2 separate regions of the Triticum aestivum genome follow, and region 2 is linked to region 1. A link is a contact called in public Hi-C data. All regions are on one chromosome and are shown on one strand. The core of a region is the stretch at or near the end of the contact, and the rest is flanking DNA. Distances in the headings are between cores, read along the strand shown.

The links. A called contact is a pair of places that touch in the nucleus more often than the background predicts.
Region 2: a Hi-C map of leaf shows a contact between it and region 1, with 8 times the contacts expected there. The contact joins the promoter of LOC123045891 here to the promoter of LOC123045889 in region 1. A contact is called at or near these places in 3 of 5 Hi-C or Micro-C datasets (all in leaf) and 1 of 1 datasets of contacts at active chromatin or transcription factors (leaf).

Annotation. Positions count from the first base shown.
Region 1 is chr2B:535,892,392-535,898,209 of IWGSC CS RefSeq v2.1, reverse strand. LOC123045889 (transcription factor RF2a) reads left to right here and starts at 4,383. Exons shown (of 4, transcript XM_044469119.1): 1 at 4,383-5,335. The coding sequence starts at 4,809. It overlaps LOC123045890 (homeobox protein Hox-B3), which reads left to right. Exons shown (of 7, transcript XM_044469120.1): 5 at 539-621; 6 at 716-777; 7 at 1,555-2,019. The coding sequence ends at 1,663.
Region 2 is chr2B:536,210,851-536,216,683 of IWGSC CS RefSeq v2.1, reverse strand. LOC123045891 (protein NLP2) reads right to left here and starts at 2,657. Exons shown (of 7, transcript XM_044469126.1): 1 at 2,214-2,657; 2 at 1,932-2,122; 3 at 797-1,712; 4 at 405-446; 5 at 1-279. The coding sequence starts at 1,672.

The DNA.
Region 1 (5,818 bases), core at 3,134-5,633:
GTGTCGGAGGATTTGATCAGTTGTTATAATCTTGGTCACATATTTCTCATATCTTAGATACAGATCCTGAACACAAATGTGATCCTTCATATGCCGGTGAGAATTGTGCGGTTATCGCTCTCAAATGATTCGTGTATGGCTTAGATGCCTGGAATTAGAATTATTTGGGTGAAGTACTGGAGTTGTGTTTCTAGATTCAGTTCCACTGCAGCTTGCTTTGTTTATTTCTTCTTGATAGTGGGTGTCCGGGCAATAACCTGGTTAAGGACACTAGCAAACACAACTTTTTGTGCATGTGAACTAGGTGATATGTAGTCTATAGTCACATGGGTCTTGGCATCTCTGTGCATTTCGAAATGTCAAGTCAAAAACTATTTTGAGAATAGTCATACATGCTTATTGCTCGCATTATCCTTCTGAATAATGTTTTTTATGTTCAAGAGTGATTTATCTCCCAGTTTTTAAATATCATGACTATTGTCATTGATGGCCTAGACTCCAAGTTGCTCATCTCCTCACTTTTATTTCCTTTCTGTAGCAATTGGAGGTCCAACAGGAGAACTCCTTGAAACTAACGCCCAGGTTTTAAGTCAAATTTCAACAAACCTTGGCACCATGCAGGTATCATTTTAAAACTTCAAGACTATTTTGGTGATGATTTATGCACACTTGCAAATGAAGACTGTTTTTCTTACTTGAATTCTTTCATCTCCAGATACAGGATAACATCTCTCTGCTGTGCCAAACTCGAGATAACATACTCAGGGTGTTGAAAGAGTATGATTTCATTTCCTTGCCTTATACTGTATTTTATATTCTTAAATTTTCGAAATAATGATGGCATCAGTTTAAGGCCTTTGTTATTAAGTATTGATCCGGTAACATACTCAAAGTGTTAAAAGAGTATGCTTTCATTCCCTTGTTTTTTTCCCCGTATATTCTTAAATTTTGAAAATGATGAATCCATGACATCAGTTCAAGCCTTTTTTTGTTATTCATCACTGTATTGATCAGTATCCTTTTGACACTTTTATCAGTAGGCACAGAGTAATTTCTATTACACAAGGAAAGGATAAATTTTGTCTTTAGGACTGTCATTTCTTCCGACATTGGCACATCATATATGTGTGTTCACAGTAGATGAATGTTCTTGTGTGGATTCATCTGCTAGCCAATTTTATTTTATTTGGCGAAACATCTGCTAGTCAGTGTTACTACTATTGCTACAAGAAACTTATAGGCTTATAAGGTCAGTTTCTTGCGGCATGAGAAATTCAAGAAAACCAATATCTGTCCGCTTAATCAAATCCACTTTTAGGGCTCGTCTTCTTTTTTTCATTGTAAAAAAGTGACCGTATGCTCATACCCGTCAATGCCATACTTCATCATATCTAATCGACCTTTAATTTGCATAAAGTTTTTTGTCTTCAAATTGTTAAGGATTCTAAGATTCAAATCATAATTATTTTTTCCTTTCAAGAATAAGCATGATGGCTGAGTTTCATTCGTAGAGGAATCAAGTGAAGTTATAATTTGCACGCGACATGCTTGCAGGATGAATGATGCCCCCGAGATCATGAAGCAGATGCCACCACTACCCGTGAAAATAAACGAGGATCTTGTCAACTCCATACTCCCCAGGCCAACTGTACCTATGCAGTAGTGATAGTGAATGGAATGTGTCTTCCATAGTCTGAAGAGCCCCTTAGATAGGCAGCAAAAATAATACTCCTAAGAAAAATGCCAGCCTTGGCCCTAGTTCGTTCGTTTTAGACCCTTCCTCATGTCATATATGTATCTGCAGATGTTGATCTTCCAACTGTTACTCAAATTAGGGGGTTGGAACATGTACAGGGCTACCAGGGGTTGCTTCTACTGCAGTTGTGAGTTTCCAACTCTGGCATTCTTTGTAGTGTAATAGCCTAATGTGAATGTGATGGAATATGTGAGTTGGCCTTGGTATGAATTGTTCTATGCAGTCTTTCCTTAAATTTAAGTAATATATACTTGCCTTCGTTACATCGCGGTAGGAAGTTGAGCTCTCTTTTGGTTGATGTAATGTCTAATTTGCTACGTCTTGGGTCGGATATCTTTATATGATGCTCAAGTTTGCCACGCCGGGGCTAGATGAAATGGTTATGGTATCTGATGCTCAAATAATTGCTACTGTAGGATTTCAGATGATGGTACAATTTAGCGAAAAATGGTACTCCCTCCTTAAAGAAATATAAGAGCGTTTAGATTAATAAAGTGATTTAAATGCTATTATGTTTCTTTACGAAGGGAGTAATGGAATGCGGGCTAAAATGCGGTATTTATACATCACAGATTTTTTTTTAGAGAAACCTATAAATGAACATACACATATACTACTACCTCCGTCCTGGTTTATTAGTCCCTTTAGTATTTTGTGCAAAACTTTGACCTTAGATTTAACTAAAAAATGTTAACGCGTGTAACCAAAAATAATATCTCTCAAAACTATGTTCAAATTCGAATCTAGGGATATAATTTTTGCTAACATGCATTATTATTTACTTAGTTAAATCTATGGTCAAAGTTTGACACAAAATACTATGGTGACCAATAAACCAGGACGGAGGTAGTACATATGTGTGAAATTTATAACAAATTCTTTCACATGTAGCGTAAAAATGACATGTATTTCAAAATGATCTGCTTTTTTTGTTGTTGGGCCAAAATTTATTTTACCTGTGTAGCCTACAAATTATAGTCTTTTCAAACAATATTTCACAATCTGCAGTAAACACATACAAGTTTTTAGGGATTTGTTTTGAAACTTATCAATATGTTTATTTTTACCAAGCTCCATGGAGCTCTGCAGCCATAAGCTCGCACTCCACAATTTAGTTTCTCTATGAGCCTGATTGGTTTTGATGCCAATATTTGGCATGCCAGTTGTCTGCGAGTCAAAAAGAAGTAGGCTATCAATTGGTTGGCAACCAATTAATTCTTGCCAAATGTTTTTATTTTCACAATTTTTGATTTTGGCAAATGTTGGCTAGCCAAATATTGACCTTAAACCAATCAGCCTCATATTTTTTTGTAGAATATTTTTCTTTGTTCATCTGAACTCAAGCGGACATTCAATTCGGCTCTGGGGAGCATTTGCTTCTGCCCGCCAAAAATAGTTTTGTAAATGTAAAAAAGGTGAAAAATTAGACATGTACATATTCTTGTCTAAATGTTATCTGCAAATGCTTAGGTGGAATGCCCAAGCATTTCTATCTGCGCAAAAAAGAGCAAATCGGATGTCATTTTTTTTGGCATTTCTTGACTATGTAACATTTTTTTGTTGACAAAACTACTGTTCCGTTTCACATAAAATTTGTCATGTACACTTTGGACACTAACATATGAATATGTACAATGAAAAATTCAATTTTTAAAATTTGTTTGTTTCCTGTTTTGAATTTATTGTTCATCAGTGAAGCAAATGCTCCCGAGAACCAAAACAGCCATGCCCGAGCTCAAGGCTAATTTTAGTCAATTACGCAGTCTTTCACTAATTATCTCTTTTTGTTGTGAAGCTAAAGTAAATCAACATTTCAACCACTAACATCGCCTGCTAGACAAACTGCTAGAGGTGCAGAGGCAAAGTGTACTTCAGTTGGAAAGCCGATTTTGCGAAACAACTTTGCTAGTGAAGCGAATTTATAGGTGATTTGAAGCCAACTGAAACTGAAACAAACATGCCTTCTGGTGCTCTAGCTTATTTCCTTTTCTTTTTCTTTCTACTCCCTCCGTCCATATTGTAAGACGATTTTTGACACTTATGAGATGGAGGGAGTATGTGATAGAGTTAATGGGGAGTGATGATAAAATCGTTCTTTACATATTTTTTTTTGCGGGTAATCATATCTTCACACAATCCATCACATTTTATTAAAGGACGATAAAACCATATCTTTACAACAATCCAACACAATTTATTAAAGGATGATAAAACTGTATCTTTACACAATCCAACACATTTTGTTAAAGGTTGTACATTGCTCATCAACTGTTTAAATAAGCGTATATTATTAAACCACTCTTTAGATTGTAGTGTGTCAAATACTAGATATGTACTGTGTTAAAAAAAATGCTCGGCCTGTATAAGATACTCCCTCCGTCCGGAAATACTTGTCATCAAAATGGATAAATGGGATATATCTAGATGTATTTTAGTTTTAGATTCATCTTTTTTTATCCATTTTGATGATAAATATGTTTGAACGGAGGGAGTACGTTTCACGGATATACTGAGCACCAGTACTACCCGGGAAAAAAAAATACTGAGCACCAGTACAAAAGTTCTTGCGTGGAGAGGTGGCGGCGGCTCAGCCAAACCCGTCCGTTCCCCAGCACCCGACGAATTTGCTGCCGCTGCACGGTGCGAGCCGCGAGGCACCTAACCGAGGCTCGGTCGGTCTAGAATCATCATCGGAGGCGGAGCGCGAAAGCCCACGAGGCCCAGGCTACGGACGGACGGGACGGAAGGCGCAGCGGCCGAGCCGATCAGCCGAACCGGGCATGCGGCACGCCGCCGCATTGGGCGCTGGTGCCCCACCCCCATCCGGCCATCCGGCCCCCGTCGCCTCCTCTTTCCTTTCTTTCCCTGCAGAGTCAATGCCCTGGTCAAACCTCCGCGCGAGCATGTCTTCCTCCTGCCCCTCCTAAGCTTCCGCCCCCTCTGCTCCCCGTGTCCCCCTGCCCCCTCCCCTCCCCTTCCCTCCCCCCGCCGGCGCAGGCACCCGCATTCCCCTCTCCTCCCCCGCCGCAGATCTCCCATCCCCAACCCCGCCATGGACGCCCCGCCCGCCTCCACCTCCACCTCCGCCGCGGGATCGGCGTCGGCGTCGCAGGACGCCGCCGCCGAGACCACGCCGCGCCGCCCGGCGGGGCACCGCCGCGCGCAGTCGGAGATCCTCCTCGGGGCCACCGCCCTCCCGGACGATCTCACCTTCGACGCCGACCTCGGCGTCGTCGGCGAGGGCGGAGGAAGCGGCGGCGGCGGCGGCGACGAGGACGACGACGACGAGTACGAGGAGGACGAGGAAGGCGGCGGCGGCGGCAGCGGGGGCAGCCGGATGTTCGAGATGTTCCTCCAGGCCGGCGGCAGACTCTCCGAGCCGCTGGAGCCGTCGCCGTACCCGCAGCCGCCGCCGCCCGCGCGGCCGCGGCACCAGCACAGCATGTCGATGGACGGCTCCACGTCTTTCGGGTCCGCCTCCTCCGGTATGCCGGGGAGGCACGGCGCGGACGCCAAGAAGGCCATCTCCGACGCCAAGCTCGCCGAGCTCGCTCTCGTTGACCCCAAGCGCGCCAAGAGGTGAGGCTACCCTGACGGCGCAAGTGAACCGACTTCCCTTTGCTTCGTTGCTATTTTTGGTCTTTATTAGGGATTCGCGCAGTAGGATATATCGAATTGCGGCGGTTGACAGGGACAGGTTACATGGATTCTCCTTCTTTGAAAAGGAGTCCAGTCCCAGGTACAAAGTGTGAAAGGGGCGAAAGTTGTGGAATCTCGAATCATATGTTTTTCCAGAACAGTCAGTAATCATACGTGATCTTGCTGCTCTTTTTTTGGCCTGATTGATTGAAACAAAACATGGCACAGGGGACTGTCTATGTATTTTGATATAACAGAGACCGTCTATAGTTCCAGTATAGCTTAATACTAAACATATATGAACAAAACATGGCACAGGGGACTGTCTATGTATTTTGATATAACAGAGACCGTCTATAGTTCCAGTATAGCTTAGTACTAAACATATATTAATCTTACTTCTTTGGTGCGATATGCATTTTA
Region 2 (5,833 bases), core at 1,408-3,907, 320 kb before region 1:
GCCTGCAATACCTTGCCCTTTCTCAAGGTGAGTTTCAGTGCATGCATGAAAAAATCCTTGCATCTTTGCATCATTAACATAACACGCTGATTCATGGATGCGGAGTATCGTTTTTCCTGACTGAGAATCAAGGACACTATCATGTCCAACATAACCACCATCACTGCCATTTGATGAAGGGACCCATGTGAGGGCCAACGGAAGCATGTGTGCATGGCAAATAGCTCTTAGAACATCCAAAATCTCAGTGAAAGCGGCTTTCTGATTTGCTGAATAAACCTGCAAATAAAGAGACATCACATACATCAAACATCAATAGATAAACACACACAAAACTGTAAAGAGAACTTGTATCCAGCATCCATGATGCACAGCAGAAACATTAGAGAAGTGAAGAATGGTACCTTCTGATCAATGCAATCCTTTGCTGTCTCCAAGTTCACAGCCTACAGAAGAGTTATACGATAAGTATTAAACGTAACTGCTAAGAGAAATTCCAGATTGTGCAAGAAACACCCACCATTGTCCATGGACAGTGCAATATGAATACGAGTTCCCAGAATACAAGCATTTAAATTTCAGTATATGCTTTTATTCATGGCATCTATAAATGGCATCCACATCACAGTTCATGTTCCCTTGTCATGAAATTAATAGAATACACTAATGAAGCAGTATACGAGATAATAGACATTGCAGTGGGAAGTAAACACGCTCCTTCATGGGTAAATCACTATTTTTTCCCAGCTAAACATAACTAAATAAAGGAAGGGGTGGGGAGCAAGTTAGAACTTGCCTGCAAGGCATGGCGAAGGTTGTCCATTTCTGCAGCAAAGTCAGGTTTCTCCTTCTTTGTGATAAGCTCAAGCACTGCACAGCAAGAGCCCTTGCTGGGGTCGTATATCGGCATAGCAAGTGATCCTCGAACGTCGTGATGAAGAGCATACTCCATCCTCAGATACTCTGGCTTGCTGTAGTAGAGCACATTTGAGGTCCATTCTGGCACACCGGAGATGAAGACCCTCCCTGGAAGCCCTGGTTGAAGGCCGGTCTCCTCCTTAGCGGAGAACACAAAATGCCTGGATACTTCTCTGTACCCAGCAAGAGCTTGGTCAAGCAGAAACGGCTGTTCACATGTACTAAGCACGACATGCCCCTCCTGCTCAACAGGCATCCAGACCTGCGCAAGAACGCCGCCGCCAAGTGACTTCCTGAACAAAGACAGAGCCATGAGCATCCTGTCAGCGAGTAAGTTGCCGGCAATAGGCCTCGGAACCAAACTAGTACTTCCTTGCTCAGGATCACCATCTGAGCCAAGGTCGCCTGAACTCTTGGCCATTCTCCCAGTCCCAGTTTCAGCTGGATTCACTGAAGATACCAAATCAACCTTTTGATCCCCAGGTACACTGGAATAGGCATCGAGCTGCATATCTTCACTGACACCAGAAGCACGTGGCGAAGATCCCAAGGATGACCACATAGCAAACATCTGGTGTGTGGACGAATCGTTCAGCAACGAGAACAGCTGGTCAGCTAATGAAGGGCTGCCGCAGAGCTCTGAGTACCCATCAAAGTTCATCATGGCTGTAACGCCATATGGATCATCCGACGGGCTGCCGACGCTTCCATTGCATCCAGCGCGGTTGGACTGTGAAGGCATAGGCACATCCATGGCTTTGCTGCCTCGATTGGTTCCAGATACTTATCCACTCCTGTGGGACAATTAAGAGTGCACTGTGTTGGGGACAGATAAAAAGGGTGGCACAGTGTGTGTCCTTTCAAATCAGAATCTTCGTAGTGCAACACAAGGACTGATTTAACAGGCAGAATCTGAACAGGAGACTGCTTTTGATACAGTGACTAAGCACACTCCAAGAATCCTAGATCAGCAGTTCATCATCGGCACAATAACTTAACTCAAAAGGTCAAACCTTTGGAGGAAAAGGCAACCGAAGCAGCTGCAGAAGTCCTGTTTTCTGACGGATGAAGAAGCTAGCACACAAGACAGAAGCTCTATAATCTATCCGTCTCATCCAAAAACGCTCTATAATCTGAAATTGAGCACGAAGGCAATCAAAAGAAGCAGGTTCCGGAAGCTTACTCCCCAAGAATCAGTCGCCGCCTGAAACAACTTCACCAAATCAGCTCCTCCGACGAAACAAAATTCAGTCTAGCTCAGAACCTCCAATTCAAGCCGGCAGAGCCAACCGTACCCCGGCTGGGCCCAATCAGCAGACCACACCGAACCGGAAGCCTCCAAGCCCCAGCTCCGGAACCATTTGCTGGTCCGGAAAAGGCCCGGCAGCCTCCGCCGCCGATAGCGCCAGCCCCGGACGGAAGAAACCAAGCGGCGGCCGCCACTCCTCGGCTGGCGGGCGGGATAAGGACGACGGATTGACGGGGAGGCGGCGCGGTGGCGCAGATCTGACGAGGCGGCGGGAGGAGGGAATCGGAGGCTACTACTACTTGCTGGGAGGGAGACGAGGCGAGAAGAGGGCGAGGCTTGGATTGGAGGTTGGAAATTCTCTAGCCCGGTCGCTGGCTTTGAGCTAGTTGTTTTTCTACTCCCCGCAGCGGATTCTTCCCGGCTCGCGGTCACGGCCGCCCTCTTTAAATGATTAATTATTAGCTGGGCTGATTTTTTCTGGCCTTGGGTTCTCTTCCTCTGTTTTGGCACAGGAAATGGTGCTAGAATGGCAAACTGATACGGAACGAATTCCTAAGCTGCAGCAAAACTTGACGCCGCCAGATCTGTCGCTTCTGCCAAATTGAGTGTACCTCAAACAGTTAGTCCCTCCGTCCTCAGTATGGGACGGAGGGAGTAGCTTTTAGTTTACTGTAATTTGATTTGATGGGGTATTTGTAATATTTTTTAAATGTAATTTAGGCCTTTTCGACAACGGTGGACAATGTTTTCTTCGGCAATATTTACTCGGGTGGGAGACAACTTCCCCTCAATTACGAACACATGTGGTGACTAGTGAGCCCGTCAAACAGAAGATGTGCGGGCTTCATCTCAAAGGTATTTATATTGGTGTATAGTGTGTGTAGCTTCATAAGAAACGGGTGCATGCGCATGTTTGTGAGCGTTTTGTGGTCGTATTTTGTTTTTAAAGAGTCCTGTCGCTCCTAGGATTCAATCATGGGTTGGTGGTTTTACTTATTTTTTTTTTATTTTGAACCCATTGGAGTGACGTCGAACTATGTAGGTTGTATGCAAACTGTCCAAAGCAACTATGCATAAGCTAAAAAAAAGAGCTTGGCATTTGAAAGGAAAATGACTGTAGGCATTGAACATACTGCTGTCTTAATTTCCGTTTTGGGGGGGATAAGCGTTACGTGTAGATGCACTTCCACGGCCACCTACTGCAAGTTTGACCGACCACACCACGGAGCGAGCTCCTATAAAACTCCCACGAATCCATCCTCTCCTCTTGCCACTTGACTTTTTTGTAATTAACATTTGAAAACATGAAAGGGAGGAGAGATTACATTGTTTTTCATGCGACCGCAAACCGTGCAAGTAGCATACAAATCGCTCTCAAGACGCTCAGCATCAGTGGCGTACGTACCACCGGACCCTTTTTCCCAAAGAAATATCGCACTGAACCTCCGGGAAAGTACTTTAAGGTACGAGCATATCTATTGTTCCTTGTTGGTTTAGTCAGAGAATGACGCCAGCGTATACAGGGAGAGAACATTTTCGGGTGGGGAATCATTTAGGATATAGCATTAGCGTGGGCAATCCTCCTAGCGAGCTAGCTAGCTCTAGGCGTTCTAACCATTAGCTAGCAAAAATCGGTTTCGTTGATGGTAGATTGTAGCGAGCCGCCTCACGTTATCTGTTGGGAATGGGGAATTCGGGGTCGGCCATAAATTAGAATTACAAATAGAACTTTGGCCACTTTCAAAGCCCTTGTCACAAGGAACACAAATATGCAAATGAAACATAAATTATAATTTCAGTTTAAAAGATATAATAGATACAAATTTGAAAGTCAAAAGAAAAAGCATGAGAGATGCACAGACCAAGCAAATTTCCAAATCGCGAGGCAATCAGACGGTCAAAAATCTACATGCTCCCACACCTCTGTGCCACAAATCTTCTTCGTGTTACCTTTTTGTGATGAAAAAAATCACATCGGAACAGAAATGGTCAAACATTGCATGTTAGAGGGAAGGCACATTTAGGAATCTTAGTAGCGAGATTCAGAAGAATCCGAGCGGTTTTCTTCTATTACTAGAAGGGTTGGGTGTGCTTTGCCGCGCCGTTGGTGTTGTTGGGTTTCTTAAAAAAATCTATTTCAAAATATAAGGTGTATTACTTTTTAAAAAGGCAAATCTTTTAAGTTTGATCAAATTTGTAGAGAAATATATAAAAATCCATAGTATCATATCAGTATTTTTAGATTCATCATGAATGAATTTTCACACTTTTTTTTAATATTGTGGATGTCGATATATTCGCACTGAACTTGGTCAAAGTTAAGGAAATTTGACTTTCTAAGAAACTAATACCCCTTATATTTTGGAACTGATGTAATATTTAGTTTGGCGGGGAGGGGGGGGGATGATAGTGTGTTTTATTTTTATTTATAATGCGTTGATTTGGTGGGTCTTTCATGGTGTGATTCTATGTTATCCGCTAACTAGTTTATACTTATGTGGAGAAAATTCTGACTTCTGTGTCGGTGGTTGCATATATACTATAATGAAACTACAATATCACATGGTGGCACTTTTTTTCCAAGGGGGTGGGAGGGTGAATGGGCGTTATATGTTTTTATAGGCCGGTTGTTGATGATTGATTTGAAATATTATTGGCCCGGTTAAAATCGTAGACCAAATCTAAAATTGAATACCACAACTAAATGAAAGAGTTTCAAAATTAGGAAACATGGTGAATTAAAAGAATTGAATGGGAGAGCTTGTGAAATTGTTAATCCGGTCAAAAATCGGATGACACAATTCCAAATTAAATAGCTCGATTAATTATGAGGCCTTAAAAAATAGAAAGCATAGTGCATAGTATAATTGAACTGAATGAGAGAGCTCTGAGAAATTGTTGACCTGATCAAAATCGGGTGACCCAATTTTAATTGGAGACCTAAATTGAATATGGACTCTTTAAACATTGGGAGCTTCGTGTTATAGAGGATTCAAAAAAATACTAACAAGAGTCTATTTATCCTATTTGTTTTTTGTTTTTTTGCCAAAAACTTCCAATCTATTCATCTTTAATCATGGCAGTACAAAGAACAACAGAAATAATAAAAACTACAACCATGTCCATGGTCCACCTAGCGACGACTTCAAGCACTGTAGTGAGCCGAAGACGCACAGCCGTCATCGCTCTGATAGGAATGTTGCATCGTAAACTCAAAATTTCTACGCGCACGCAAGATCTATCCATGGAGATGCATAGCTACGAGAGGGGGAGAGCATCTATAAACTGGTGCAGTTACGTGATATACAAACGGTTTTTACCCCCTTTCCGCGACGAAGTTTTAAACCGCCGCCTAGTGAGTGTGTGCGGTAGGGGGTCCTTCCACACGACCCAGAAACCGTTGGGGATACGCCCTCCAGTCGCACACGCGGGGCAAATGAGCTCGTGTGCGATCAGGCGAGGCATCGGAGACAATTATACAGGCCCAATAGTTTTCGTTCGTATGTACATCCTACACAGTGAATCCCAGAAAAACATTTTCATTCGTATGTATATCACACACAAATTTTTATGTGGAAATGTTTGTGCAAGGTGGCCTAATGCAAACAGTTCTATGGCGGAAGCCGTGTGTGATTGTTAATTGATCCAACACGCCTACTTTCTAGA